Regions from separate parts of the Sus scrofa genome. Here regions 1, 2, 3 and 4 are each linked to region 5. Evidence: chromatin contacts called from public promoter capture Hi-C and targeted proximity ligation data. All regions are on one chromosome and are shown on one strand. The core of a region is the stretch at or near the end of the contact, and the rest is flanking DNA. Distances in the headings are between cores, read along the strand shown.

Region 1 (5,279 bases), core at 1,048-3,547, 570 kb after region 5:
CAAAGGGACTTTTCAGGGACGAGTGAGTGAAGGAAGGAACGAGTGAATAAAGGAACGAGGTGACCCAAAGGACTCTGGGAGAAGAGGACACCGAAGCAAGAGGAGAAGTCTTGGCTTTACAGTCCTGAAGCCGAGCTGTGCTCGGGCTACGCCGGAGCCCACCAGAGTCCATGTGTGTCCCGGAGGAGACCCCACACGAGTGGGCCCCGGCCCCTGCGCCCCAAACAGCCCTTTCCTCTCGCCCACCCCCCTTGGAGCCTTGGCTTCACCCTGGGGGACTGGCGCTTGGAACCCCTGCCTTCAGAGTTCCCATCACAGCGCAGCAGAAACGAATCTAACTGGGAACCATGAGGTTGGGGGTTTGATCCCTGGCCTCAGTCCGTGGGTTAAGGATCCAGTGTTGCTGTGAGCTGCGGTGTAGGTTGCAGATGCAGCTCAGATCCCCCGGTGGTGTGGCTGCGGTGTAGGCCGGCGGCTATAGCTCCGATCAGACCCCTAGCCTGGGAGCCTCCATATGCTGCACGTGCGGCCCTAAAAAGAAAAAAAAGAAAAAAGAAAAAAGAACCCCTGCCTTTACCGAAGTCCCCTCCCCCAGTCTCTCCCCGGAACAACATTCTCACCAGAGCAGCGCTCCCTCCACACGGTCGGTCGGAAAGGCTGAAACGGCCTGCTCGACGGGCACAGGAACAAAACCACCTGGGACGCAGGCCTGGGCCCAGCGCGGCCCCGCCCGAGGCTGCCGGCTGGGGAGCCTAGAGGGGCTTCGTGGGGGGTCGACGTGCCGGGGAGGCGTCGGAGCAGGGGCGGGGTGGGGGGTGCGCCCGGCCTGCCGGTGGGCCCTCCGCATCTCCCGGGGTGGGAAGCGCCCACGCAGGCCAGGCTGCCCCTCCTGCATCCAGAGGCCGCGGGCCACGTGACCTCCGCCCAGCCCCGCCCCTCTGCTCTCGGCGGGCCCCCGCAGCCTGTCTTTCCCGTAAACGATCTTCTGCTCCCCCAGAACTTTCCCCATCAGGAGGTGGGGTCATGGATGTCCCCTCCTGCAAGCTCGACAGGCCTCTGTGAGGCCTCGAGGGACAGGGTCCGGCCCAGAGACACTAACTGTCAGCTCGGGCAGCCGCAACGAACGCCTCAGAGCGGGCGGCTCAGACACCAGAGCCGGACCCCCTCGGTTCTGGAAGCTGAAGGTCCAGGTGCCGGCCGGACTGCTTGCTCCCGAGGCCTCGCCTGGCCTGCAGGTGGCCGTCTCCTCCCTGCGCCCCCTGCGTGTCTCGGCCCTAATCTCCTTCTTCCTGGAACACCTGTCGCACCGGATTAGGGCCCCTCACATGCCCTCATTCTGCCCTCGTCATCTCCCCAAAGCCTGTCTCCAGGCCAGTCCCCCTCGGAGCGCCTGGGGGTTGGAACTCCAGCAGGAGTTCAGAGGGGACCCTGTTCCCGCTCCCAGCAAGCGCCATCTGGCTTCTGAGGCTAGGATCCCTGTCCCCCGAGCACACGGCCACGGAGAGCCCCCCGGCCAGCCCCGCGAGGGTGCCGTCTGCCTTCCATGGGACTGGCTCTGCGCCGGGCACACCCACAGAGGCTCCTAGAACAGTCCCAGCAGGCGGGGGTCACCAGCAGTGCCAGTCTGCAGAGGAGAAAAGGGAGGCTCGAGAGGGGAGGTCACGTGCTCACGCTCGTGAAGGGTTCAGACGAGTTGGAGCCACACAGGTCCTGACCACTCTTGGCCAAGCACTTAACCATGCTGCTTCGGCCTGAGCCATCAGCCCCATTCGAGGCCTCCCCTGGCCCCACCCAACAGGCTGGTTCCACACCTGGGCAGGTACAGGGCCAGCAGCCCATAAGCAGCCCCATGAGTTACAGAAGGTACAAAACAGCACAGCCCCAGGCCGTGGGTTGTCCCCTGCCGGGGGGCGGGGGAGGGGCCCTGAGGGGCTAGGGGCCTTTCCAGGGGTGGAGGTGGGTCCCCAGGTGGTTGGAGAATCCTGGCGGCAGGATGGGAGCTGGAGCCAGGCCTCAGGGCCAGACCCCAGCATGCGCCCCTCTCCCCGTGGGACCCTCTGGGTCTATGTAGCTGGGAAGGCAGGTGACACAGGTGGGCTCTGGGCTGCGCGCCCACCCCGCCTCTCTCTGCCTTTGCTCCACGGTTTGCTCCGCTCCCCGCAGGGCCTCCCCAGCCCCATCTCCCCTCCCTCTGCAGACAGACACCGGATTTCCAGACCCTGGGGAATACAGCTGCCCCACAGCCAGCTGCTGTCCCAACTCCCGATCTGATTGGTCTAGCTCAAGTCTGGTGACCAGCCCTGGTCCAATCATCAGGGCCCAGGGAGGGCAGGGGCTGGGGGGGCACAGCTGGGCCACCACGGGCTGCTGGGTTCACCCTAAGACCAGCAGCCTGTCCGTGCCTTTGGACGAGACCCAGTGCTACAGCGGCTGTCTTTCCTGCTCCGCCCCCAAGGGCGATGGCACAGAGCCTCCTGGACACCGCCTGGGGCCAGCGGCCCCTGGAAGGTCACGGTGACTGCCATCTTCGGCCGTCTGGCTGGAGCTGCGGTGTCCAGGAGCAGGAAAGCGATAGGAATCCTGCCCGGTCGGCCAGCGAAAGAAGCATTGTGTTTGGTTCCGAGGGCCGGACTCTGGGGATGCCGGCGGTCCAGACCATCCCCAGGGACAGGCCGGGAGGACCTGCGGCAGCGCAGGGACACGTGGTCAAGGAATTGGAGGTGGTCAGCAGAAGAGGAGGATGAGCTGGCCACCTTCAGACGCCGGAAGGGCAGGAGGAGGAGCAAGCAGGATGTCTGCATCTTCAGAGGGCAGAACTCAACCAGCAAAAGCAGGTTTCGCCCAGTGCCCGCGAGCCCTGCTCCCCGCCAGCCCGACCGGCAGCAGACGGGGCTGCCCAGAGGTAGTGAGCGCTCCGTCGCTGGTGGTATTCAAACAGCACGGGACAGCTGTGGGTCAGGGACAGGGTACCAGGTGAGCGGCTGGCCCCCCGCTGCCGCAGGCGCTCCCCCTCTGATGGCTGCCGTCAGGGCGGCTCTGGGGTGACAGCATCTCTTTCTCCGTGAAACGAACCCGCCCGCCTCATCATTCCTGTCAGCTTGAGTCCCACAGTAACAGCTGTTAAGAAATCACATGTGTACCTTCTCAGGAGCTCTCTTGAACTTGGAGTGCAAATTAACTTCATGTGCTCTGAAATATAAAAGGTCACTTCTCCCACAAATTACAAGCTGGGAGCCGCCTGCCAAGCTCGTGAGCACATCCGGTTCCGCGGGGACGTCGGGGGAGGTCGGGCATCCACGCTGCTGCCACACTCACGAGGGCGGCTCTGCGTCCTCTCTCAAGGCCATCGGCCCCGGTCACAACGTCCTCCCAGGCTGCGGCCTCTTCCTCCCCGAGAGCCCTTTCCTACCAGCCTGCCGGCACCTCCTGGGGGCTCCCGAGGGACTGAAAACCCACCCGTGGCACGCAGAGCCAGACCCCCGCCCGGCCCATCTTCGTGGCTGCCTCCCACAGGCCGGGCGTGGCCCAGGGGGCTTCGGCCTCCCCACCCTTCCCGTGGCCCAGGCCCAGACGGAGGCTGCCAAAGCCCCTGGATGCCCAGCAGCCCCTCCCCCCCCCCTGCCCACCCCCGTCACCAGCACCAGCAGTCCCCTTACTGCACCACATCCACAGTCCTCGCCCCCGCACGGCGGCAGGACTCGGGCATCACTGCCAGGCCTGGCCCTTGACATGCTAAATAGGAGTCAAGGGAACTGAGCAAACGTTTCGATTCGTGGACCGGGTTCCCAACTTTTGGCCTTGCTATGAGCTCTGCGGCCCAGAGTGTCGCGCCAGCGTGCGTGCGTGCGTGCGAGGGGGGCCTGAGGGGCTGCTCGGCGTGGTGGGAACCCCCAGGGTGAAGTGGTGAGCCCGGGGCCTGGGGCCTTGTGGTCGAGCATCTGAGCTCGGAGGTTTCGGGGTCCGCCTCCGTGGGCCCCAGGGCTGACATCCTAAAGAGGTGAGCGTGAATGAAGAGGTGAGGCAGCGTCGCCGCCGAGTGCCCCATCCAGGCTGTGGGGAGGTGGGCCCAGGGTGGGGCACGGGCGCCTTTAGAGGGTTTGGGGGAGACCAGGAACCACGGGGAGAACAGCACGCCTCTGGGAAGAGGAGTCCTGTGTCCTCAGCCAGCTCCCGGTCACAGGTGGCAGGGAGCTGGGTCCCCCAGCCAGTGTCCATGGCAGCTAGGTGGCCAGGGAGAGGCAGTCGCTCAAAGGTCAGGTCATTCCCAATAGAAACTTCGGCCTGGTGCCGGGGGGCGGGGGTACCCACAAGCTCTCTAGCACCACCAAACTGACCTTAATTCCAAATCCCCATTACTTGCTCTTAGGGTTAGGGTTCGCCTTAGGGTTAGGTTTAGCCTTAGGGTTCGCCTTCGGATTAGGGTTAGGCTTAGCCTTAGGGTTAGGGTTAGGCTTAGGGTTAGGCTTAGGGTTCGCCTTGGGGTCAGGGTTCGCCTTAGGGTTAGGATTCGCCTTGGGGTTAGGGTTCGCCTTGGGGTTAGGGTTCGCCTTGGGGTTAGGGTTAGGCCAAGATGGAAGATGGAGTCGCACCTCCTTCTACTGACCAGACTGGGAGTGGCCATCAGTGGAGGTCGTGGGAGTCAGCCGAGGTCACAGCCTGGCCGGTCCTCATCCGGGGATGGGACGTAGCAGAGATCAAGTCCTGTCTAAAGGCAGGTGGGAGGAAGCCGGGCATATAGTCTGCCCGGGTCCGTGGAAAGGCGGAGCTGTCAGAGAGCAAGGCTCAGACCCTGGAACATCTCCCACGTCCCTCAGGCCAGCACTGTGGTTCTAGTCCCCTGAGCTGATCCGAACCCCTGACCGAGGGAGGAGGAGGCTGCTGCTATGGCTGTGTCACCATCACTGCCATCGCCATTGCCAAAGCCACCACCACCACCTCCGTCAGCACCCTCAACACCCTCACCACGGGTATCAGCAGCAACGTCAGCAGCACCACCACCACCTCCATCACCACCCTCACCCTCACCTCCATCAGCACCACCCTCACCACCCTCCCCTCCATCGTCATCCCCGTCCCCGTCCCCGTTGTCACCTCCATCCCCGTCCCCGTCCCCGTCGTCACCTCCATCGTCGTCCCCGTTCCCGTCCCCGTCGTCGCCGTCACTGCCACCATCATTATCAACTCCCTCTTCCTAGGCCTGCGCGAAGCTGCTTCCTTCCAGAACTCTCTCTCCACCTTCGCCTGGAGAGACCTCGTCCGTCATTAGGTCAAAGCCGGGA
Region 2 (5,238 bases), core at 1,794-4,293, 530 kb after region 5:
AGATAGATGCTGCAAGCCTCAGATGTGCCAGGCCTGGGGACCAGGGGAGGAGGGGTGGTGAGAGGGCTCCCTCTCCTCCCTGCTGTCTAAGAGGCCCTCCCCAGCTGCTGCCCGGACTGGGGGAAGCTGGTTCTCTGCCAGAGGCGACACTGGTCCCTCCTGGAAAGTCTGAGAAATCAACCCTCTAGCCCCTGGCCTTGCTGGAGGAAGAGGATGCTCGTTGGGGAGCCCAGGCCCTGTGGGCACGCTTTCCTAGGCAAGCCCCTGCCAGAGGTGACTGGCTCCTCTTTCTAGCTGGTTCCCCCAGGTCCGCGCTGGCCAAGCAGCTCAGGCTCAGGAAGGATGGGGTTGCCTTGGGATGGCCCTGCCGATAGGGACGTGCCAGGGCCTGCCCAGAGGTACATCAACACCTCCTGCTACACCCCAGGCCCAGGGGCTACCAGCCCATTTCTTGGGTGTGCAAGCCCAGGCCAGAGGCCTGAAAGCAACCTTGACCCGCACTGCCCCACTCCTCCACCCCCCCCACCCCCCACCCCCCCCCCGCACCAGGCAAGTACCCTGGCTGCCCAGAGTCAGGGCTGTGCCAGGAGGGGCTCAGGGGCCAACTGGAGGGGCAGAGTTGGTCCAGGAACCCAAGGATCCATCAGCTGGTTTTGCAGAGAGCACATCACAGAGTTGCGGGCACAGGGGACTGGAGGCGGGGCGAAGGCGGGGCTCTCGCGGCTCGGAATCCTGGCCCCCGAGACCCCCACCCCAAGCAGAGGCTGCGCTGTAGGACTGCAACCTTGTCCCCTCGGTCTCAGCTGGGTCGCCCCTCCCCCCAGGCCGCGCCAATTGGCGGCCTGCGTGTAAGTCATTAATTCTGTTACAGAGACGCCGGGCGCCGCCGCGAGGACAGCTGTCATGGACTCAACACGGCTGCTCCACGCCCCCTACCGCACCCCCAGACCCAGAGCAGGGGAAAGGACGCTGCTTCTCGCTCACCAAGGCTCTCTGATCGCCGGAGCACGCGCGCGCTGGAGGGCGTCAGGGTCTGGCAGTGACAGAGGGGGCGGGGTCCGTGGCCAGCCCTGGGGACAAAGCCCCCGAAGCTGCTTGCGCGCGTGGTTCTGCGGACGGAAAGATGAGAACAAGCTCTCCGTCTCCCAGGTCCCCCAAATCTTCAAATCCACTCACGGGGAGCGCTGAGCTTTAGGGTGGGTGGAGTGGGAGGAGAAAACGGAACCCTCCTGGGCCTTCGGGGTGCGAAGGCTCCGCTGGAAGGGGGGCCACGGGGACACTGCCTCCTGCCGGCACGTGCGGCTGTGGCTTCACCTCAAAACCCTTTCAGGGGCTTCGCGGGTCCCCTCTACTCTCCACGACCCCGTAGGCGGCTCCTGGAGACCACTGCACCCCCACTGCCCCTCAGACGGAGCGATGCTGACCCGCTGGCGGGGCGGGTGAATGGGCCGCGCGTCACGGCGGGGGCGGGGGGGGGGGTCTGCTCACTGCCGGCAGTCTGGCCCCAGGGACCCCACTCCCACCTAGCGGAGGAGGACTCAGCTGCGGACCGAGCTGGAATCCAGTGAGTCGGGGGGCGGGGGTCACAGGCCACATCATGCAGTTTGGGAAGAGAAAAAGTTGAGGGGGGGGACCCCCCCAAGACTGGAGAGGAAAGAATGGGAGGAGAGCAGGGGGTGTGGGGGGAACAGCGACAGGATAAGGACCATGAGAGCTGGGGAGGGAACCAGCTCCCAGCCTGGGGTCCCACTACACCCCGCAGCCAAGCCCAGCGGCTTCCCCGGCAGAGAGAGGTTCGGGTCATAGTCGCCCGTTAATAGCCTGGAGCCGGGTCCTTCTCGGGAGCTTGCCAGCTGCGGGCAGAGCCGAACGACCGGACTTGGGGCGGGGGGGGGGGTGTCCTGTAACACCCCCTCCAAGGGCTCCAGCGGCGGGGGGGCGGAGCAATGCTCCCTCCGAGCGGACTGTGCCAAGGCTAGGCACCCCAGTCCGCTCCTTGCCCGACCTCGGCTACAAGATGGGGTTCCAGCTGGGGGGGCAGTCTCCGCGACAACGTGGCGCGCCCCGGCTACCGCTGCTCGCTCGCAGGTTAGACCACCTCCAACTCCGCTCCTTGCCTATCCCGCCCTTCGTGCTCACAGAGCTCAGAAAGTTTCGGGGTCCCCTCGGCGCCTCCTAGCCCAAGGGGTCCGGAGTCCCGGCCCTTCGGGCCGCGGCGTCGGGGAGGGAAGTTTGGCCGGCCGGGGCTCGGCGACTGCTAACTTCGGGTGCGCCCGCCTCGGAACCCGGGAGCAGGGGGCGTCCAGGAACCGCGGACCCAGCGCGCCACAACCAGAGCCCCACAGGCGGGGAGAGTCGGCCCCGGCGCGGACGCTCAGGGCAGGGCGCGGGGACAGGAGCGGCCAGGGCTGCGAATGCCTCTGGGGACCCCGCGCCGCCCCCACTGCCGCCGGGGAGAGCATCTTCCTCTCCTCCCCCAGGGGCGGGCACCCGCTGGCCCTGCAGCTGCGGTGGAAGGGACCCCCGAACCGCAGCCCCCTCCGCTACAAGCCCCTTCCTACCTGGGCAGGAATGTGGGCCTGGGGCTAGAGGCACGGTCACGGGCGAGCGGAGCGCGCGCGCCCAGGTCCCCGGAGCGCGGCGGCGGCGGCAGCGGCGGCTTCCCCTCCTTCCTCCTGCTCTTCCTCCTCCGGCCTCGCTGGCTCCAGACAGTTCTCCTCCCCCTCGCGCCCTGCCCGCCCCTCCCGGAGCCCGCCCGGCTGGGCTCGGCCTGCGACGGGAAGAGGAGCGGAGCTGGCGGGGGCCCGGCTGCGGCGCTCACTGCGTCAAGCGCCGGGCGAGAGCGGGGCGGCGGCGGAGACAGCGCGCTGGGAGCCGAAGGCCGGCCGGGCGGGCGGAAGAGCGGCAGCTCCGGCTCGGGCTCGGGCTCCGGCTCCGGCGCGGGCGAGGTGGTGGCGGCCGCGGCCGCGCGGAGGTTGTAGCACATTCTTTCCCTGCGAGATCGAAGGTTTCGTGGAGGAGCCTGAGCGGGGAGGGCTGGAGGAGGGGCGGGGGACGCGGGCGGGGGCGGCCGGAGGCGCGGGCGGCGGCGGTGTGGCTCCTGCACGTCGGTGGACTGGGGGTGTCCGGAGGGTGACACGGGAGGGGAAATTAGAGCATGCTGGGGGGCGGCGTGGGGAGCCCAGAGGCATCCTCGCCTCTTCCTTCTTGCTCCCTCTGGGCGCCCCTGCCCCCGCCCCAGGCCACTGTTGGAGCAGAAGCCCCCGAAGGTCTAGGAGTCCGGACACTTGGTGGCGATGGGAGCTGGGCACCTGGGGGAGAGCTGTGCACGCGCGTGCGGGCACAGTCGTGTGTACACACACCCGGGAACCGCGTGGAAGTTGACCCGAAGTCAAACCCTATGTGGGCGCGCGCGTCCGCGAGTGCAATTGCACGGCACGCAGGGGCGCGCGTTTCCGGGATCAGGAGGGCCCTGCACGTGCGGGGGTGGGAGCGACAGGGTGGTGGCGCCCTCCAGGACTTGCCCTCCCCTAGATCGCCAACACCCCCAACACTCTAGACCTCCCACTGCTCGCCGCGATCTCCCTAGGGGGAGGGGGAGGGTTGTGGGCTCCGCCAGGCTCCTTCCGATGCCCCGGAAGGTTCGGTTTAGCGGATTTTCCTCCCACCGACCCCTCCTCACCCCTTCCCTTTCATTCGCCTCTCGAATCCCCGGGGGGTCTGCAATCGCTCGGTCGGCCTCTAAACTGGATTCTAAAGCCACAGCCCTCTTGTCGCCCCGAGCCCGCACCCGCAGCGGCCACACCGCCTCCCGGGGCGGCTCCCACTTCCCACCGCCACTGCCCAGCCTGCGGCTTGCGCGTTGGGTGAAAATTCCAAACCAGGCTCAAGAGCGCCCCCGCCCGGCCCGGCCCGGCCTGCGCGCCGCTTCCCGAGCCTCGGTGTTGGAGCTGCTAAGCTGGGACCTGGGCAGGCGCAGGCGCGACCCTCCCGCTACGGCCGGGTGAGCAGCGCCGGTCCCCACGTCCTGCCCGAGCCCGAGAAGGGGGACAGAGGTGGCGGGGTCGACCTGCGAGCGCGCAACGAAGGGCAAGAGGCGGTTGGGGAGCCAGAGGCGCCCCTCCCAGAGTCCACACCAGAACAGGCGTGGGAGTGGCACCAAAGGCGGCCCCCCACTGAGGACGGGCGCGCGGGGTTCTGCTTTGGGGTCCGGTCCGGCAGCCTCTCTGCAGCCCATAAACTCCATCCAGCCTGCAGCGCCAGCTGCCCCCCTCCAGCTCCTCCCAACCCCACTTCACTCCTCCACCAGACTGGGGTCCCTGCGGGAGAGCCAGGACCCCAAAGGGAGTTTGGGGTGGAGGGCGTGCCGCCGGCTTTCCCTGGACTCCCGGACTAGGAGGATGACCCTCGAGGGCCGAGCCACTGCCTTCAGGCTGTCCTGTCCCGTCCCGGGGCCCTCGGACCTCCTGGGAACTGGATGTGGGGGAGAGGCTGGCCTTCGGGCTCACTGCTGCCGAGGTCCCTAACTGGGTGCACTGCCCCTCGGTAGCCTAGACCAGCACCCAGCGCCCCATCGTACCTTCTCTGCCCCCAACTCGCCAGGGCCTTGCAAGTCCCTGACCTGATTCCCCAGCAGCCACGCTCCTGCCTGAGGGGGGCGTCCTGCCGGGGAGCCAGGCCTTTGCCGCTCCTGCTCCTTGAGGTGTTGAAAGCTGTCCTTGGCGGCTGTGAGACAGGCCAGACACCCCTCCTGCTGGGAATGCGAGGCCCCAGGGCAGACCCGGGGGCAGGAGGCAGAGGAAGCCGGGTTTCTCCGGCTAAATAAAGCCGGAGCCTCTCTCCCTGGTCTGGGCGCTGGGAGGCAAGCTTCTCTCTCTCCCTCTCCCGCAGACACTCATCTCCTCCTGAAAACCCCCACGCAGCCTGTTGTAGACACACACACTCCACCCACACACTGCATGTCTACACACAGCCCTCATCTCACCCCTCCAGCCCATCCCCCCACCAGGCTGTGTGAGCAGGAGCTCCCTCTTTCTCCCACCCTCGGAGAAGCCCAGCGGCTGGTGGGGTGGCTACAGCCAGCTGGCTGCAAGGGCAATCCCACTCCAAACACCCCCAAGTCCACAGCAGACACACGCACCCCCACGTGCCGAGCATGTGCTTGCCGCCTGCGTCAGTCCACTCTGTCCGCACGGCCACGCTAGGAGCGAGTGGTGGGAACACTCCCCACGTCCTGGG
Region 3 (5,482 bases), core at 1,588-4,087, 590 kb after region 5:
CCCACACAGCCACTTAGGCCACCGGGAAGGACCTGCCCGCCCTGCCGTCACCCTGGCCCAGGACGACCCCGCCTGGTTTCCTCCCAACTCCGTCTTTATCAAAGGTCTACACCAAAACCAGCCACAGGGCCCTCCAGCCATCACCCACTTGGTCCTCCGGGATCCCTTTTATAAAAAGTGCTACGTCTATTTCAGAGGGGGGTTGTCTCGGGGGGGGGGCATATTTCTTGCATCTATTTGCCTACAGAGAGAGAACACGTGAATTGGCGAATAAAAGTAAAGGAACCTTTTAAAGGTTTCACACCGGCAATACATTGGCAGGTGGCTTTTGGGGGGTGTGTGGGTGGACGTGTGTTTAAATTTAGAACCAACAAAACTTAGACTCTCCTGAGAGACTGACATGTTTCCTTCCTGAGGCCTGGAACCATGAAACTCATCATCTTTCCCTCTGTGAACTGGCTGCCAGTGTCAAAAACAAGCTTCCTCTTGGTTTTATGTCTATTTCGATAATGCTTTGTATCGATGCCTTTTCCTGTTGGGCCCCAGAAATCACTGTGGGAGGAGCATGCTTCATTGGACTTAAGGTGTATGGCACGAGGAGTCATTAAATCATGAGGAAAGGCAGCGAGGACCTGGGGGAAGCCCAAGTTCCCTAAGGGGTTAAGTGATGTGGACAGACAGGCGGGGGTTGGGGGGGGACGTGCCTTGACAGGCCTGGCAGGAAGCCAGGCAGACAGGCCTCTGAGGGTGCGGGTGGCCCGGTGTTAATCCCTCAGGAAGAGGCTCACGGCTCAAATCATGGCAGTATCAGCACAAGACACCCCCCCCGCCCCCAAACAGCCAACGGACGCTGCCACCACAACTTCCAGCTTGGAGAAGGGGGGGTGGGCAGAAGGCCTGGCAGGAACCAGAAATCACCCTGCGACAGGGCAGCACGGTCCCGCCTCTCCCCGTGCCCGAGCATGTGAGTCACAAGACCGGCAATCAAGGGTAAAGGTCCGAAGTCCAGACCCAGTCTCATCAGCTCCGTGACCCTGGGCAGGTCCTTCAGCCCGAACGCCCTGTCTCTGCAATGAGGATGATAAGGTCTCGATACTGGGGTTGTTTAGATTAAGAGTTACGACGTCTGACGCGCTCAGAACAACGCCTGCACACACGAAGGGCCAGATAAACGGGAGCTGTTCTGAGTACTCCCCGGGGGGGACCAGGATGCCCCAGATGGGCTCTCGAGGGCAGAGGCCCTGGCACCACCTAGAAGCCCTGGCACCTGGCACCCTGGCACGCCCTGGCACCACCTAGAGGGGTTCGAAGGCCTCTGTCACCGCCAGGCAGAGGATGCTGCCGAAGACGCTCCCCTACACCAGACCCGCCTCCAGCTGCTCTCAACCCGCCTCCAGCGAGGCCTCCACTTGGGGCTTTTGTGATACCCTGATCGGTAACCCGTCCTCACCCCCCAGGTGGTCTGATACCTGGCCGGCCTTGAGCAAGAATCCCACCAGGTTTCCTTGGCTAGAAGCCCCAAACCCCCAGCCCCCCACCCAGAGGTTTCCGCGTAGTAGTTTCCCACCCCCTGACCCCACGCCGTTCCTCGGCTGTAAATTCCCACCGGCTCCTGTGGTTTTGAACACGCGCGACCGATCAGTGAAGAAAGGATGTTGCAGCCATCAAGCTGTCACATTACAGCCACCACGACGGTGCACCCAGAGGACGAAGGCCGTGAACGCTGAAATCACTTGGGGTTGATGGGAATGAGCCCAGACTTTGCATCACCCGCCCCCCCCCCCCCCACTCACGGAGAAGCACTAAATTCCTTTTTTCTTTTTTTTTTTTTTTTTCTCTTTTTGCCATTTCTTGGGCCACTCCCGCGGCATATGGAGGTTCCCAGGCTAGGGGTCTAATCGGAGCTGTAGCCACCGGCCTACGCCAGAGCCACAGCCCCACGGGATCCAAGCCACATCTGCAACCTACACCACAGCTCAGGGCAACGCCGGATCCTTAACCCACGGAGCGAGGCCAGGGACCGAACCCGCAACCTCACGGTTCCCAGTCGGGCTCGTTAACCACTGCGCCAGGACGGGAACTCCAAGCACTAAACGCCTGGAGAGGTCTGGTTCCTTAACGGACAGCGACCTCCCCACGCGCCAGCTACCTGGTCTTTGCGCGGAACCGCCCGGAGGTGCCGGCTCCTGCCTCACCTCTACGGAGCGGGCTCCCAGTTAGATGCTGGGCCCCAGGCTCGGGTCCTCAGCTTGGTGTGCCACACGAAACGTAAGGCTCAGCTTTCGGGGTGCGCCTTTCTTTTCCGCCCACCCGTGTGCGGGGTGAGCCCGGCTCCACACCGGGGTCTCCTGCGCGCTCTGTGAAGCGCCCTGGGCGGAACCCGCTTTCAGCGCCTTAACTGCGGTCCAGCCCTGGTTTTCTCTCGGCTCCCTGTGCTTGCAGCAGCGCCCTGGAACCCACGGCCAAGGGGCCAGGGACCCCACTGCGGCTCCCCGGTGACAGAGGAGCAGGGCCGCCGTCAGGAGCGCCCGAGGTCGCCCCTGGGGAGAAGCCGGAGGCCGCTCTACTGCGGGGCCGAGGGGCCGAGGGGCCGAAGGGCGAGACCGCCCTTGGGAAGAAGCTGGAGGCTGCGCTCCCGAGCTTGGGGCCGCAGCCCCTCGCGCGACTCGGTGCCCAGCCCGTCGCTGCTGGCGGGCGGGCAGCCCAGCGCCTCAGAGCCCAGCGGCCCCGGCGCGACCGGAAGCCCTGCGGGCTGCACTTCCGGCGGGGGCCGCAGAGCCCGCGGGCGCGTCTGGCGCTCGGGAGCGGGGCGGGGCCTTAGGGGGCGGGGCCGCGCCGCCACCGGCGTCATTTCCGGGCGCGGCCTGGTGAGCGCGGGCGGCATGGCGGGCGGCAGGGAGGGTAGGGGGCCGCGGAGGCTGGAGCGGGAAGGCGAGGGCGGGCGCCCCCACGGTTGGCGCCCCAGCCACGGTCGCCATCTGCCTCCTGGCTCGGTGACGTGCTGCTTCTCCTGTGGGGCCGGTGGTTTTCCCAAGTGCAGAAAACGGAACCTCAATGGGCGCACTGGAGGGACGGCAGGAGCGTGGCCACCTGCTCTGGCCTGGCTTTTGCACCTGCACCTGCGGCGCTTTCAGCCCTTCACCCCCCCGGCAGTGGCACCACCGAGGGCCCCAGGACTCAGAGCCTCGGGATGGGGTGGGGTCACAGTGATGCTTAACAGCAGGGGCCCCAAGCGCGTGGAAGAGGAAAGAAAAGCATATTTTGACATCCTGCCTCCTTTGCCTGGCTAGTTTATGTATACAAGTGTGTCTACTCAATGAATCTAGAAAGTTTTGGGCAAATGAGGCCTGTAAGGGTTAACAGATACAGGCTTTTGAATGAGCCCACTTGTATTTCTGTTTTAATGCCAAATGGTACTTACTCTGGAGCCCCAAGGCCATCTGATGCTGATTTACTCTCTTTATTCTTAACAAGCTGAAGGGGCCATTGAACAGACCCAACCATGGAAGGCAAACCATTGGTGATGTCGAAACAGACGACTGCGGTAGTGTGTGGCGTCCCTACCCAGGTGGTATGCACAGCCTTCAGCAGTCACATCCTGGTGGTGGTGACCCAGTTCGGGAAAATGGGTACCCTGGTCTCCCTGGAATCCAGCAGCATGACCAGTGACATCAGCAAGCCTGTGCTCACCACCAAAGTTCTTCTCGGGCAGGACGAGGTAAAGGGATGGGGGCGGGAGCCCGGTGGCTACAATTTGTTAATACACACGGGGAGCATCTCTGGGCAGACGCCCCCACGCCCACCGCCACCAGCCCTCGACAGCATTTTCCGGGGCCTCTCTGCGTCTGAGGGCATCCACCTGCCCTTGGTGGCTGCTGCTTCCAGCCCATCAGCATTTTATCCTGCAGACAGGCGGAGGTATTGATTTTGCGATGTAGGCCTCCCCTCAGTTTGACCCTGTCATGATACATTATGGTAATGACTGGTTGTGCATGCTTCGTTCTGGAAAGACCATCTGTGAGCCTTGACAGGTTGCCTCTGCAGACTTTCAGGGGTCCTTCCAGAGCAGAAATCGCCGGAAGAGACAGGAACCAGAAGCACGAAAGGGACAAGTTTAATGATGCTCCTTAGCAGTGCGTTTATGACTGGAGTGCCCTGAGTCTCTTTGAACCTGAGTTACTGTCACACTGAACTTACCAGGTGGTGACTGAATGGTTGGAAGCCAGGCCGGGTTTCTCGGGGGGACTAGGAAGGCATTAAGAAGAAAAGAGGTTGGACCTAGAAATTATCACGCCAAGTGAAGTCAGGCAGATGGTGAGATGCCAACCTCAAATGCTGTCACTTACATGTGGGATCTAAAAAAAAGGACACAATGGGGCGTTCCCGTTGTGACGCAGCGGAAACAAATCTGACTAGGAACCATGAGGTTGCGGGTTCGATCCCTGGCCTCGCTCAGTGGGTTGAGGATCCGGCGTTGCCGTGAGCTGTGGTGTAGGTCGCAGACGCGGCTCGGATCTGGCATTGCTGTGGCTGTGGTGCAGGCTGGTGGCTACAGCTCCAATTAGACCCCTAGCCTGGGAACCTCCATGTGCCACAGGTGCGGCCCTACAGAGACAAAAAAAAAAAAAAGGACACAGTGAACTTCTTTGCAGAACAGATACTGACTCACAGACTGAAAAGCTTATGGTTTCCAAATGAGACAGGTCGGGGGCGGGCAGGGGCTTGGGATGGAAATGCTCAAAATCGGGCTGTGAGGCTCATCGCACAACTGTAAATGTAATAAAACCCATTGAGGAATTTAAAATAAAACTAATTTAGAAGAAGACAAGCGATTTCTTGCAGTTAAAATGCCTTCTCTCTCTGCCCTCACCAGCCTCTCATCCATGTCTTTGCAAAGAACCTGGTGGCCTTTGTGTCTCAGGAAGCTGGAAACAGAGCAGTCCTCCTCGCCTTGGCCGTGAAGGACAAGAGCATGGAGGGAGTGACGGCCCTGAAGGAGGTGATCCGGACGTGCCAGGTGTGGTGACCCTGGGGCAGCCACTCCTGCTGCCCGTCAGGACCAAGCGGAAACTCAGACACCGTCTCGAGGCTCTGGAGACCCTTCAGCCAGAAGGAGGAGCGTTCTCAGGCTTTAGCCCTCGAAACCGGAAGAACCGTGCACATCTGAGGCCGACTGGTTTGGAGGCTGACACCCCCGGCGGAGGGAGGCGAGCCGAAGGTGTCCTAGGAGAGCTGTGAGCGGTTCTCTCCGGCTCCCGAGAGTGGCACGTAGTTGAGAGTTGACGGAATGAGTCATGGCCCCCGATGTGCAGGTCATTTGTTGGGGGAGATGTTTGTCTTATTAAAAATAAATGCACATTCCAGAGTACCTCACCGTCTTTCGCGACGGTGCTGAGACATTTCCGTCGCGCGGCGTAAATCCGCTGCGGTGGTCTCGGCCTGAAGCCCACAGCCTCATCCTGCTCCTCTGCCTGTGGCCTCT
Region 4 (5,241 bases), core at 2,591-5,090, 620 kb after region 5:
GGGCGACCCAGGGCCCGGAGAGCCTCTGGCTGGCCGCACAGCAAGCACCTGTCAAACCCGCACGGTTCCCCACAGACACACGGCCGGGGGCCGGGAGGGCTCTGCACTGGCCTGCCCACCTCCAGACCCTGCTGACGGCCTCGCCCGGCACCCCACCAGCCCGGCCCACGCCCAGCCTGCAGGCTGGCACTGGCTGGCCGCCCTCCGGCAAGACATGACTGTCTGCCCCGCTTGGAGGACGTCTGGTCACCTTGCGTTTGCAGTCCGAGGAAGCTGTGTCATCCTGGCTACAACCAGAGGTGACTCAGGCGGCTGCCGGGCTGAGAGCAGGCTGAACGCCACCCCACCTCTCCCCCGCCACGCCCCAGGCCTCTCGTCCCCCCCACCCAGCTTCAGGCTGGGCCCCTGCTCTCCGAGAGCCCTCAGGCACCCCCCAAGCTTGTGTTCTCCCCCCCACCAGCTGGGCCATCCAGGGTTCCCAGAGCCCAACCTCCAAGTCCAGGAGGGATCCCCCTGGAGAACCCCTGCCTGCCCCGCCCCAGAGACGCACCCCTGCCCACACCTGCCCTCCTCCTGTGTCAGCTCAAGGGATGATGGCCCCCCAGGCCCTGCCTTTCCTCCATGGCCACCTGCTGGCCTCCAGCACTGCCTCGGCCCAGCACCCTGCATCTCGTCTGGATTCCTATCTCAGTCCCGCAAATGCAGTGCCCCCCACGCAGCAAACAGAGGGAGCCCCCCTGCTCAGAGTCCCTCCTGAGCCCCTGACTCTCCTGGCCACCTGCTGCCTTCCCAGGACTCCACCTCTAGCTTCCTGAAGTTCCCCCCAACCTGTGTGGGGTACCCGGCCACTTCTGAGCTCAGCTCCTGCCCCCTTCCCTGTCGCTCCCTGCCCTCCCCTCCCCCAACCCCTGCTTCTCCAGAAAGATACCCCCCCCCGCCCTCCCCCCTGCGGCCAGCGGGTGCCTCCTCCAGAACACTCATCAGGGCTGCACCCAAGACTTGGTCCTGGCCTTCCTGTCCAAGGCCCGCCTCCCTCGCTGGACGGAGGGCAGGGGTCCCCATTACCCACACCTGCTCCCCCCAACTCCTGGCAGGTGAAAGGTCTGCTTCGAGAGCAGATGCATCAGCGCTGCACTGAAGGGAGGGGGCCCGGGGCTGCTTCCACCCCAACGGCTCCCTGCCCTGCCGCCCGGGGCCCTGACTGGCAGCATCGCAGGAAAGCAGGCAGGGCGCTGCACCAGACCCCAACTCAGGACCCCGCCCCGCGGGCAGGTGGGCAAGGAGCCCTCGGGGCTCAGGTTCCTCACCTAAAAAGGGGTGTGTGTGTGTGTGTGTGTGTCTGTGTGTGTGTGCGCACGCGCGCACACGTGCGCACAACCAAGGGCCCCCAGGTTCATTTCTACCTGCTCTAAAATCCTTTGATTTTAAGATGACACTTTCAGTTTCCTGAAACTGTAAGAAAGAGGAAACATGACGGAGTCTGTGACTTATAAAAAGCAAAAGTAAATACCGGAGCCATGCGTCTTCCATTAGCAGGGAGCGGGGAGGCGGGGAGCAGGGGTGAGTCACTGTTTACTGCTCCAAAGAGCAGCTACGCAGCGGACGCTTCCCCTGGCCGGGGCGCCACTTCCCGTGCAGACGGGACCCTACATCCAGAACGTCCACTCCAGAAGCCTCAGACTCAGGCGCAGCCAGGACACGGACAGCGATCCTGGGTTGCCTGAGGTTGTAAACAAACTCCCAGCCAAGGCAGAGCCCCAGAGTGAGAGCAGGCACCGCGGGGGACAAAGAACGGCCCGGAAAGCAACCTCACTCAGCGGCAGCTTCAGCCTCAGCGCCGGAGAAAGGGCTGGAATGCAGCGAGCCCCGAGCCGACGTCCCCAGTAGCCTCGATTCAACTCCCATTTTTAGCAACCACCTTGAAAGCGAGCGATGCTGAACTTGGAAGCCGGCCCTTAAAGCCCAGCTCTGCTCCAGCACAAAAGGCCAACGTGCTCCCGGGAGAAGCCTCGCGCTGCGGTTCTGTGCTGACAAAAGTCTTCTTCTGGGAGAATGAGAGGTCCAGCTTTAAGTCAGAAAAGCAGACACCCTCTCCCGGGCTCAGGTGCCAGCACTGCTACTGGACCCCAGGAGGACCATCCTCTGAAAAGGGTCAACAAGCCACAACAGCCACAGGCTGCAGGTGCCCCCCCACCCACCCACACAGCCCACCTTCCGTTTCCAAACCCTCCCGGCTCCGTAGACCAAGGCTTTTTAAAAAAGCCATCCCCCTGAAGACAGGAGGCTTGGAGCCTCGGCTCCAGACACGGCACACATCAAGACACCTGTGTGGCAACTGCTCTGCCGGCAAAACTTCACCAATGCCAGTGGGGGGAGGGAGTGGGCAGCCCCGCAGCCAAGCCTCCAGGCAGGGGCACCCACTGATCACCCAGAGACCCGGAAGCTCCCTGAGGCCAGGCACCTGGCAAGGGCTGGCTGAGTATTGGTCAACTGCTGAATGAACTCTTAAGTGGAAGATCCATTTTTGCCTTGGCTACAAAAGAGCTGTGCGTTAAGGTAAACAGGCAGTAATCATTAACGCGAGACAGAGCAGGGAACTTCCTGCAACCCCCAACACAGCAGGGCTCCCGGACTGTGGGCAGAATGTGGGCAAGCGCGCTTTGGGGAAGACTGCACAACACGTGGCGGCGAGGGAGCCTACTACTACGGAGACCGGAGACGGAGGGCACAGCGATTTGCTTTTCTAAGGCAGACCCGGGGCCGGAGCGAAACATTTCCCCTCCCGCCCGGTCCTGGAGAAGGCGTGGAAGCAGGCGGACCGACACTTCATCTGTTTCCTGAACTCAGCACAGGCAGAGAAAAACCCGCTTTTAGAGTTAGGGGATGGACACCCCCCCCCTTCACAGAAGGGAAAAAAAATGTGACGCGGGGCCATGGGGTTCGGAAGTGACGCGTTCCGGGTCCCCCTCCCCACCCCAAGCTTCCACACCGAGACCTCCCTATGGGAACCCCGGAAAGTGACATGGTGGGCGAGGGGCCTTCTCGCCCTGCCCACCCTCGGGGTGGCGGGGACCGGGGCGCCGGCAGCGCTGGGCCGGGCCAGCGCGCCTCCAGGGCGGGACCGCACGGCCCAGCCGGGCAGCGCCCAGGTGTGCGAGGCCCCATTCGGCCTGGCCGCCACGCGCTCCCCTACACGTGGCCCTCCGCATCGCCCCCGCTTCCCCCGGAGTGCATCTCCCGGGCCTGCGGGCAGAACTGGTGGGGCGGGCCGGGCAGGGGCTCCGGCGCCGCCGGAACGCCCGCGCTCCCCACCCGGCCCTTTCTCGGCCCGCCCCGCCCCTCTCCGCCCCGCGCCCGCCGGCTCCGAACGCGGGCCTGGGGTCGCGGGTCCGGGGCGCGCTCCCCCAGCCCAGAAGGAAGGCCCCCAACCCGCGCGGCGCTCTGGGGCCGGGACACCTGACTGCAGGTGCGCCGGCCGGGCCGGGGCTCCAGGCTTCGGCCCAACTTGGCCGCGGGTCCAAGGTGGCAGTGACTCAGCGGTGGGCGCCCCTCGTCCGGTCCCCTGGCCCCTGGCCCCCGGCCCCCGGCCCCCGGCCCCCGGCCCAGCCCCGCCCGGCCCGGCCGCTGCTCACCTGGCGTCGCGCGGGGGGCGCGGGCGCGCGGCGGCTCCTCGCGGGCACGCGCTCTCCTCGCGCTCGCGCTCACTCTCGCGCTCCCCTTCGGCGGCCGCCGCCTCCGCCGCGCGCTTGGGATCGGACTTCGCTAAGAACAACAAGTTCCCCCGGCCGCCCGCCGCCAGCCCGCCCGCCCGGCTCCCCAGCATCTGACACCGCTTCCGGGATCGGCGTCGGCGCGCGTCACGCCGCCCCTCCCACCGACGGGCCCGCCCAGCCGACGCACGCGCCAGCGCCCCGCCCACCCGAGGCTCCGCCCGCCCGCCGCTCCTCGCGCCAGCGCCCCGCCCCCCGGAGCCCAGTCCGCGACCCACCTGTGCCCGGCAGGCAGGATGGCCCCGTGACCGCAGGTGTCGAGCGCGCCGCTTGGTGGCGGCCCCGACGTGCGCTGCGCCCCGAGGGGCGGCGTTCGTCGCCTTAAGTACAACTGGGCCAGGGGCACCCTCATTTCCGCGAGTTCGCCCTCTCTGGACTGGGGAAGGGCAGGCTCTGGCTGAACCCCGTATTCGTTACCTCTGGCGGTTCCCGCGCATCCTTCAGCCTCACCAGGGCCCTCGGAGACCCTCGCCGTCCCCAGGGGTGGTCACAGCAGGTAGAGCCCACGACCGAGGTCCAGGTGGTTTTATCACCCAAGAGGAGACGGGTTCATGGACACACACCTCCCTGTCTGCCAGGTGAGCCAGCCCCACAAACGAGGAGAGGGTGTCTGGTGTCCCCCCCAACAGACATGCCCATCTGTCTTTTGATTTCCCGTCTTTCCACCAAAAAATGGGTTAAAAGAACAATTTCTATCAGAAAGACAGTGGCAGGGGCCTCAGTGTCCAGGGGCTCCAAGACCCCCTCCCCCCAGCCTGGGAACAGTGCCCCCCTGAGGCCCGCTGACAGCTGCTGCGGGGAAACAGGCGGGCACAGGCAGAACCCGGGTGTTGTCCTGGCCTCAGGTCAAGGCTGCCCCTGGGGAGAAGCACGCTCTCCTGTCACAGATGGAGGACAAAGCCGAGGAGGTGACCTGTCCAGTTACCAGGCCCAGCCCCCCCTCACCCCCACGACTAGGACACTTTCTGGATCCCTTCTCAGAAATAATGAGCTACCTCAGTGAAGCCACATGTCTGAGTTCTGAATAAAGATCGAGGGAAACTCGCCAAGGCTCTGCGAGAGCCGGCCGGCCTCCCACAGCCCGGCTGTGTCTGTGGAGGGGTCCTGGGCACCTGGGGTGTACCCTGGGAGACGAAGCGGAGAACGTGCCAGAGGCTTGCGGGTCATCCGCTTGCAGCAGGCACCACCACGGGGCCCCCTCGAGCCGCTTCGTGCTCCGGCCAGTGTGGGCTTCCCCCCCGGCCCCCCTGCCCTGCCCTGCCCTGCTGGTCGCCCGTGCCTGGTGGGGCATCCAGGTTGGAGCCTCCACGGGAACAGCTGCCAATAAACACAGCAGCAGGGGCAGCCCATCTCTCCAGGATGTTTTCAGAGAACTTGCTGGAATTCGAAAGGTGTTTCCCCTTTCTCTCGGCCCACACCCTCCGTCCTCGGATGCAGAGCTCGGGCCGCCCGCCGCTTTGTGGCCCTCTGG
Region 5 (5,041 bases), core at 1,273-3,772:
GACCCCGCCCTGTGAATTCTCAGCAACAAGGACAACAGTGTCTTATGGGTTACGGGCTTCAACGGCGTCGGCAGCTCCCAAGTCCTCACTACCTGTGGATCCCTTCCTGCTTTTCAGGCTGAAATGTCTCATAAAATAAAAGACGGGAGTTCCCATCGTGGCGCAGCAGAAACGGGTCAGACCAGGAACCATGAGGCTGTAAGTTCCATCCAAGGCCTCATTCAGTGGGCTAAGGATCCGGCCTTGCCGTGAGCTGTGGTGTAGGCTGCAGACCGGCTCGGATGCTGCATTGCTGTGGCTGTGGCATAGCTGGCGGCTACCTCCGATGGGACCTCTAGCCTGGGAACCTCCATAAGCCGAGGGTGTGGCCCTAAAAAACAAGCAAGCAAATAAACAACAACAACAAAAAAACCACAACAACGAAAGGAGTTCCTGCTGTGGCTCAGCAGTAATGAACCTGACTGGTACCCATGAGGACTCTTGAGTTCAACCCCTGGACTTGCTCAGTGGGTTAATGATCTGGCACTGCTGTGAGCAGTGGTGGCGGTCACAGACAGGGCTTGTATCCTGTGTCGCTGGGCTGCGGCAGTGGCTGGCAGCTGCATCTCCAGTTGTACCCCTAGCCTGGGTACGTCCGTATACCACGGGTGCGCCCCTAAAAAGCAAAAAAAAACCCAAAACAAATTAAAAAAACAGTGACAACAACAGATAGCCTTTTAAAATTATGCCTCAAATAAGTCAAATCATGATCCTGTATACTTCAAATGTACGCAGAGGTGTACATCAAATATATCTTAATAAAATTGGGGGAAAAATAAAAGCGTTTGATAAAAATGTTAAAAATATACAAAATCATGTTTCAGAGTCCAATAACTCTGTTGGTTCTCTAAACTTTTTCACCTTAGGTGCTATTCTTTATGCTTCTGACTCAATACCAGCTTGATCACACACATCTCAAAAAAATCAATCTTTACATGGTAATGTCTTAGCTTTCTCATTTACACTGGCGACCTCAATGGTGTTTTATACATTTTCTCACTTCACTGGAGGAACCCACTGCAGTGTCCCACCAGGAGAGTTAAATGGCTGGAAACAAACATAAACAAAAACAAATGAGATCAGCCAACATCACAGCTTTTGGAGACCGGCTCTCACAGGCAGAGAGCAGAAATAATGGCTGTAAGTCGAGCCAGGGCAGAAAACAAGTCAAAGAAAGCTGTGATCAGGACTACAACCTGAGAAAAAAGTATTTGCCGAAAGAAGGGTGACTGGTGCTAGGCCTACAGGCTTGGGAATCCAGCAGTCAGGCTGACACCGTCCTACTGAGCAGCTCTCTGCGGGCAGAGGCTCCGGTGGCACAGTAGGAGCAGAGGAGACCAACTTTGCCGCCCTGTTCCTCCCACTCCCGAGGGACAGCGTCCACCCACCCCTCAAGTGTCGGCACTGGGTCAATTTCAGGCCTTTGATAGGTCTGGCTGGCCACTCGGGGCACCCGGACCGCAGACAGAGAGCTGTCAACCGAGAACCTACGGCACGTGGAGTGTCCTGCTCGGCTGGACCCTAAAACCACACAGGTGCACACAGGGCCACGGCTCCTGCGTACACGCCGTGTGCTCTCATTACCCTCCAAACTCCTGGCTGTAGCATCAGAGGCTGGTTCGCGGAGTTGTCTCCACCCTGCACCCCTCTGCTTTTGAGAAAAAACGGAGATCCAGGCGCTCTGGGCGACAGGCGCAGGACAGGCACCGCTCCCGAGCATCGGGGATCGGGAATCTGGGCGCAGACCCGCCCCGCCGCCTCACCTTCCTCGCTCACGTCGTCCACGAAGTCCTCGGGGTCGCTGAAGGAGGGCTCGTCCGCGCCACCGTCCTCCGCCGCGCCGCCGGGCTCCCCACCCGCCCCCTCGGAGCCGGCCTCGGCCGCCGCGTCCCGCGCCTGCCCCGTCTCGCCTGCGGCCAGGGTTGGGGGCTCCTCGGAAGGCGGCGGGGAGGCGCCGGGGGTCGCGTCCGTCTTTTGCTCCCCGTCGGCCAAAGGCTCGGCCGGCACATCAGGCCCCGGCCCGGCCTCCGGGTCCTCGCCGCCCGCACCCTCCAGTGCGGCTGGTCGCGCTGGCTCCTCCCTCGGAGGCGCCTCTGCGGTCGGCTCTTGCTGTCCGGGCTCGGCCCGCTGCTCGGACGCCTCGGGCGCCGCCACGTTCTCCGCGTCCTGCATGGCCCTCCGGTGCCGCCTCGCCCGGGCTCGCCGCGCTTCCGACTCTCCCAGGCCGCACCGCGCGCCTACCGCCGGGCCATGTGCGAGCGGTGGGGCACTCGCAGGGATGGGGGGAGCGCCCACGCCCCGATGCCGCCCCGCGCGTCTAGAGGAGCTCACCGGGTATAAATGTGTCCACTAGGGATTACGATAGCGCTCCCGTGATAAGTGCGTGCTCAGCTCCAATCACCGCCCCTGCTCTGTTCAGTCCACAAACTGTTTGGGAACGAAACTACCCCATGTAAAGTAGCAGATGGTCCCGTCCAACATGGCAACCACTCCCTTCCTCCTCCCGTCGGGCCTTACGGTGAAGGACTAAACTATTTGTGACGCCGCAGGGAGGTACCAGAAATCATTCCAGCACGCAGATGTGCATGAAATAACAATTGACGTTAAAATTAATATTAAATAAAACTTAAAAATTTGCAGGATATTTTGTTTGGGATATCTTAGCCTTTCACCAACTATTTCAATTACTAAGTCCCCCCCACGTCGGTTTTTAGACTCGTCTACTGACGGGGAAAAGAACGGACGATTCCAAAATATAACAGGAATTCTTAGCGAGCCATAGATGGCCAAAGCTACTAGAGGGACGACTGCCTGGCGCAATACCAAAAAAATGAGTGAGAGATGTTTAAATCACTCCCAAGCCCACCGCGGTGGCTGTAACTCCGTCGACCCCCATTCTGGGGATCACGGTGGTTCGGCCCGCTCGGGGCTCCGCCCCCAGACGCGCTAAAGAGCGCGGGTCTCGGGAGCGGGGCGGGGTCAGCCGCTGGAGCGTGGGGCGGGGCGGAGCCGGACTCGGGGCGGGGCCTGGATCGGGGCGGCTAGTGGGCGGGGCCGGCTTTGTGGGCGGGCAAGAGGGCGTGGCCGGTGTGGCCCGCGCGGCCGCAGGCCGGGTCTCCGGAGGTGCGGGTGTGCGGCGCCTCTGGGTTAGGTTTGCTTCGTCTGGAAGGTAATCTCAATTCGCATCTTGTGTTTTGCTTGTTGCCGGGGGTGAGGGCCACCGCCCATTAATCATTTTATGAAAGAAGACGATGGCTGCTGCGATGGGGAATGGGGAGTTGGAATTTCACGGGGACCAAGTTTGATTTCGAGAAGGTGGATGGTGGTGGCGCATGCACGACACTGTGAATGTACTTACTGCCCCGAACTCTACACTGAAAAGTGGCCAAAATGGTTAATGGAATGTTGTGTATGTTTTACCACAGTTGAAAGGGAAAAAAAAAGAGGTGTTCCGGTTGTGGCGCCGCGAAACGAACCCGACTGGTATCCATGAGGACGCAGGTTCGATCCCTGGCCTCACTCAGGGGTTAACGATGCGGCGTTGCCATAAGCTGTGGTGTAGGTCGTAGACCCGGCTCGGATCTGGCCTTGCTGTGGCTGTGGTGAAGGCTGGCATCTGTAGCTCCGATTGGACCCCTGGCCTGGGAACCTCCATGTGCTGCCGGTGCAGCCCTTAAAGAAGAAAAAAGAGAAAAGAACCGGGGTTTTGGGTGCCGAGCACAGGTTCTGAATCCTCCTCTTCTTTCAGCCTTGTAACTTTGGGCACTGCTTGGCCTCTGGGCCTTGGCTTCCCCACCTGTAAAGTGAGAGGTAGCCTGTAAACCCGCTTCACAAAGACAAGGTAATTTCTCCTGGCCGTCCTCATTATCCTCCTAATTTCTAGGTTTATCTGCTGTTTTCATAGATGATTTGGGCACTGCCTGCCCTGTTGTTCTAGAATGTGCTATTGGTGGCAATGAGTGAATAAGAAAAAAATACAGACAAGTGTGAAAGCAGCTGACGGTAGCTGGGCAGCTACAGGTTTCTTAGGGAAGACTTCTGCCTGCAGGGGCGCAGGTGTTGCAAACAGTAGCCACTCATTACTGCTTCCCAGTGAAGGGACTTGTCATATCCTATCCTGTGGGTAAAATTATGGATGTGCTCACGATGCAGAAGCATATGTTTTTTCAAAATACATCTCTAAGTGTTCCAGGGAGAGCACGGAGACCCTCAGCGGTCCCTGCAAAGCCTGAGGGGGGCTGCGATTGATGTTCAGGGTGTCGGGGCTGCGTGGGAGGGGCTCTGTTTTGGGAACACAGTGGTGAGGAAAGAATGTATGACTCTTGCCGTCTTAGAATCACAGTGTGGTGGGGAAAACTTCCAGGACCGAAGCATCACAGAAGTCAGGGTAAAAGCGCATTTAAGTTAGGTTCGTAAATCCTTTGACACGCCTTCTAAAGCAGAAGCCAAACCTTGCTCCCCTCAATATGGGTGCCTCTGGTCACTTCTTTCTCTTTTTTGTCCGGCTTTTTAGGGCCTCCCCTGAGGCATATGAAGATTCCCAGGCCAGGGGTCGAAGTGGAGCTGCGGCTGCTGGCCTGCACCACAGCCACAGCAATGTGGGATCTGAGCGGCGTCTGCGACCTACACCCCAGCTCACGGCAGCACCAGATCCTTAACCCACTGAGCGAGGCCAGGGATTGAACCCACATCCTCACGGATGCCCGTCAGCTTCTTACTGCTGAGCCACCATGGGAACGCCATTAATCACGGATTTCAAATGCACAGGACGTGGCAGAAGTGATGCTCTGTGACTTCCACGTACAGGTCCTAAGAGTACGCTTCCACCTGGCTCTCTCGTGGCCCAGCACGTGGACTCCCGTGGGCATGGCCCTTGAGCGGCTGTGGTGAACTGCTCCATAAGTGTCAGTGAGGGAGTTCCTGTCGTGGCGCAGCAGAAAGGAATCCAGCTAGGAGCCATGAGGTTGTGGGTTCGATCCCTGGCCTTGCTCAGTGCGTTCAG

What was found. Promoter capture Hi-C pulls out the DNA fragments that hold promoters and counts their contacts.
Region 1: a contact with region 5 is called in a promoter capture Hi-C map of fetal skeletal muscle, with 9 times the contacts expected there. A contact is called at or near these places in 1 of 5 promoter capture datasets (fetal skeletal muscle), 6 of 47 Hi-C or Micro-C datasets (embryonic fibroblasts, heart right ventricle, mesenteric adipose tissue and 3 more) and 1 of 2 datasets of targeted methods (skeletal muscle).
Region 2: a contact with region 5 is called in a targeted proximity ligation map of alveolar macrophages. A contact is called at or near these places in 2 of 5 promoter capture datasets (fetal skeletal muscle and liver), 11 of 47 Hi-C or Micro-C datasets (alveolar macrophages, embryonic fibroblasts, heart right ventricle and 5 more) and 1 of 2 datasets of targeted methods (alveolar macrophages).
Region 3: a promoter capture Hi-C map of fetal skeletal muscle shows a contact between it and region 5, with 6 times the contacts expected there. A contact is called at or near these places in 2 of 5 promoter capture datasets (fetal skeletal muscle and liver), 5 of 47 Hi-C or Micro-C datasets (embryonic fibroblasts, mesenteric adipose tissue, omental adipose tissue and 2 more) and 2 of 2 datasets of targeted methods (alveolar macrophages and skeletal muscle).
Region 4: a contact with region 5 is called in a promoter capture Hi-C map of liver, with 6 times the contacts expected there. A contact is called at or near these places in 2 of 5 promoter capture datasets (fetal liver and liver), 3 of 47 Hi-C or Micro-C datasets (liver and skeletal muscle) and 1 of 2 datasets of targeted methods (skeletal muscle).

Annotation. Positions count from the first base shown.
Region 1 is chr3:1,071,914-1,077,192 of Sscrofa11.1, reverse strand. No RefSeq gene overlaps it. Among named protein-coding and RNA genes, the nearest start is that of MIR9817, 9.2 kb to the right of the region's middle.
Region 2 is chr3:1,114,348-1,119,585 of Sscrofa11.1, reverse strand. It overlaps ELFN1 (protein ELFN1), which reads right to left and starts at 3,043. Exons shown (of 2, transcript XM_021085970.1): 1 at 2,562-3,043.
Region 3 is chr3:1,052,071-1,057,552 of Sscrofa11.1, reverse strand. It overlaps PSMG3 (proteasome assembly chaperone 3), which reads left to right and starts at 2,837. Exons shown (of 3, transcript XM_003124248.4): 1 at 2,837-2,867; 2 at 3,475-3,718; 3 at 4,874-5,368. The coding sequence starts at 3,503. The coding sequence ends at 5,026. LOC106507351 (a long non-coding RNA gene) reads right to left here and starts at 2,762. Exons shown (of 3, transcript XR_002342192.1): 1 at 2,196-2,762.
Region 4 is chr3:1,021,965-1,027,205 of Sscrofa11.1, reverse strand. It overlaps MAFK (transcription factor MafK), which reads right to left and starts at 3,840. Exons shown (of 3, transcript XM_003124249.6): 1 at 3,633-3,840.
Region 5 is chr3:1,642,943-1,647,983 of Sscrofa11.1, reverse strand. It overlaps EIF3B (a long non-coding RNA gene), which reads right to left and starts at 2,522. Exons shown (of 19, transcript XR_002342196.1): 1 at 1,803-2,522.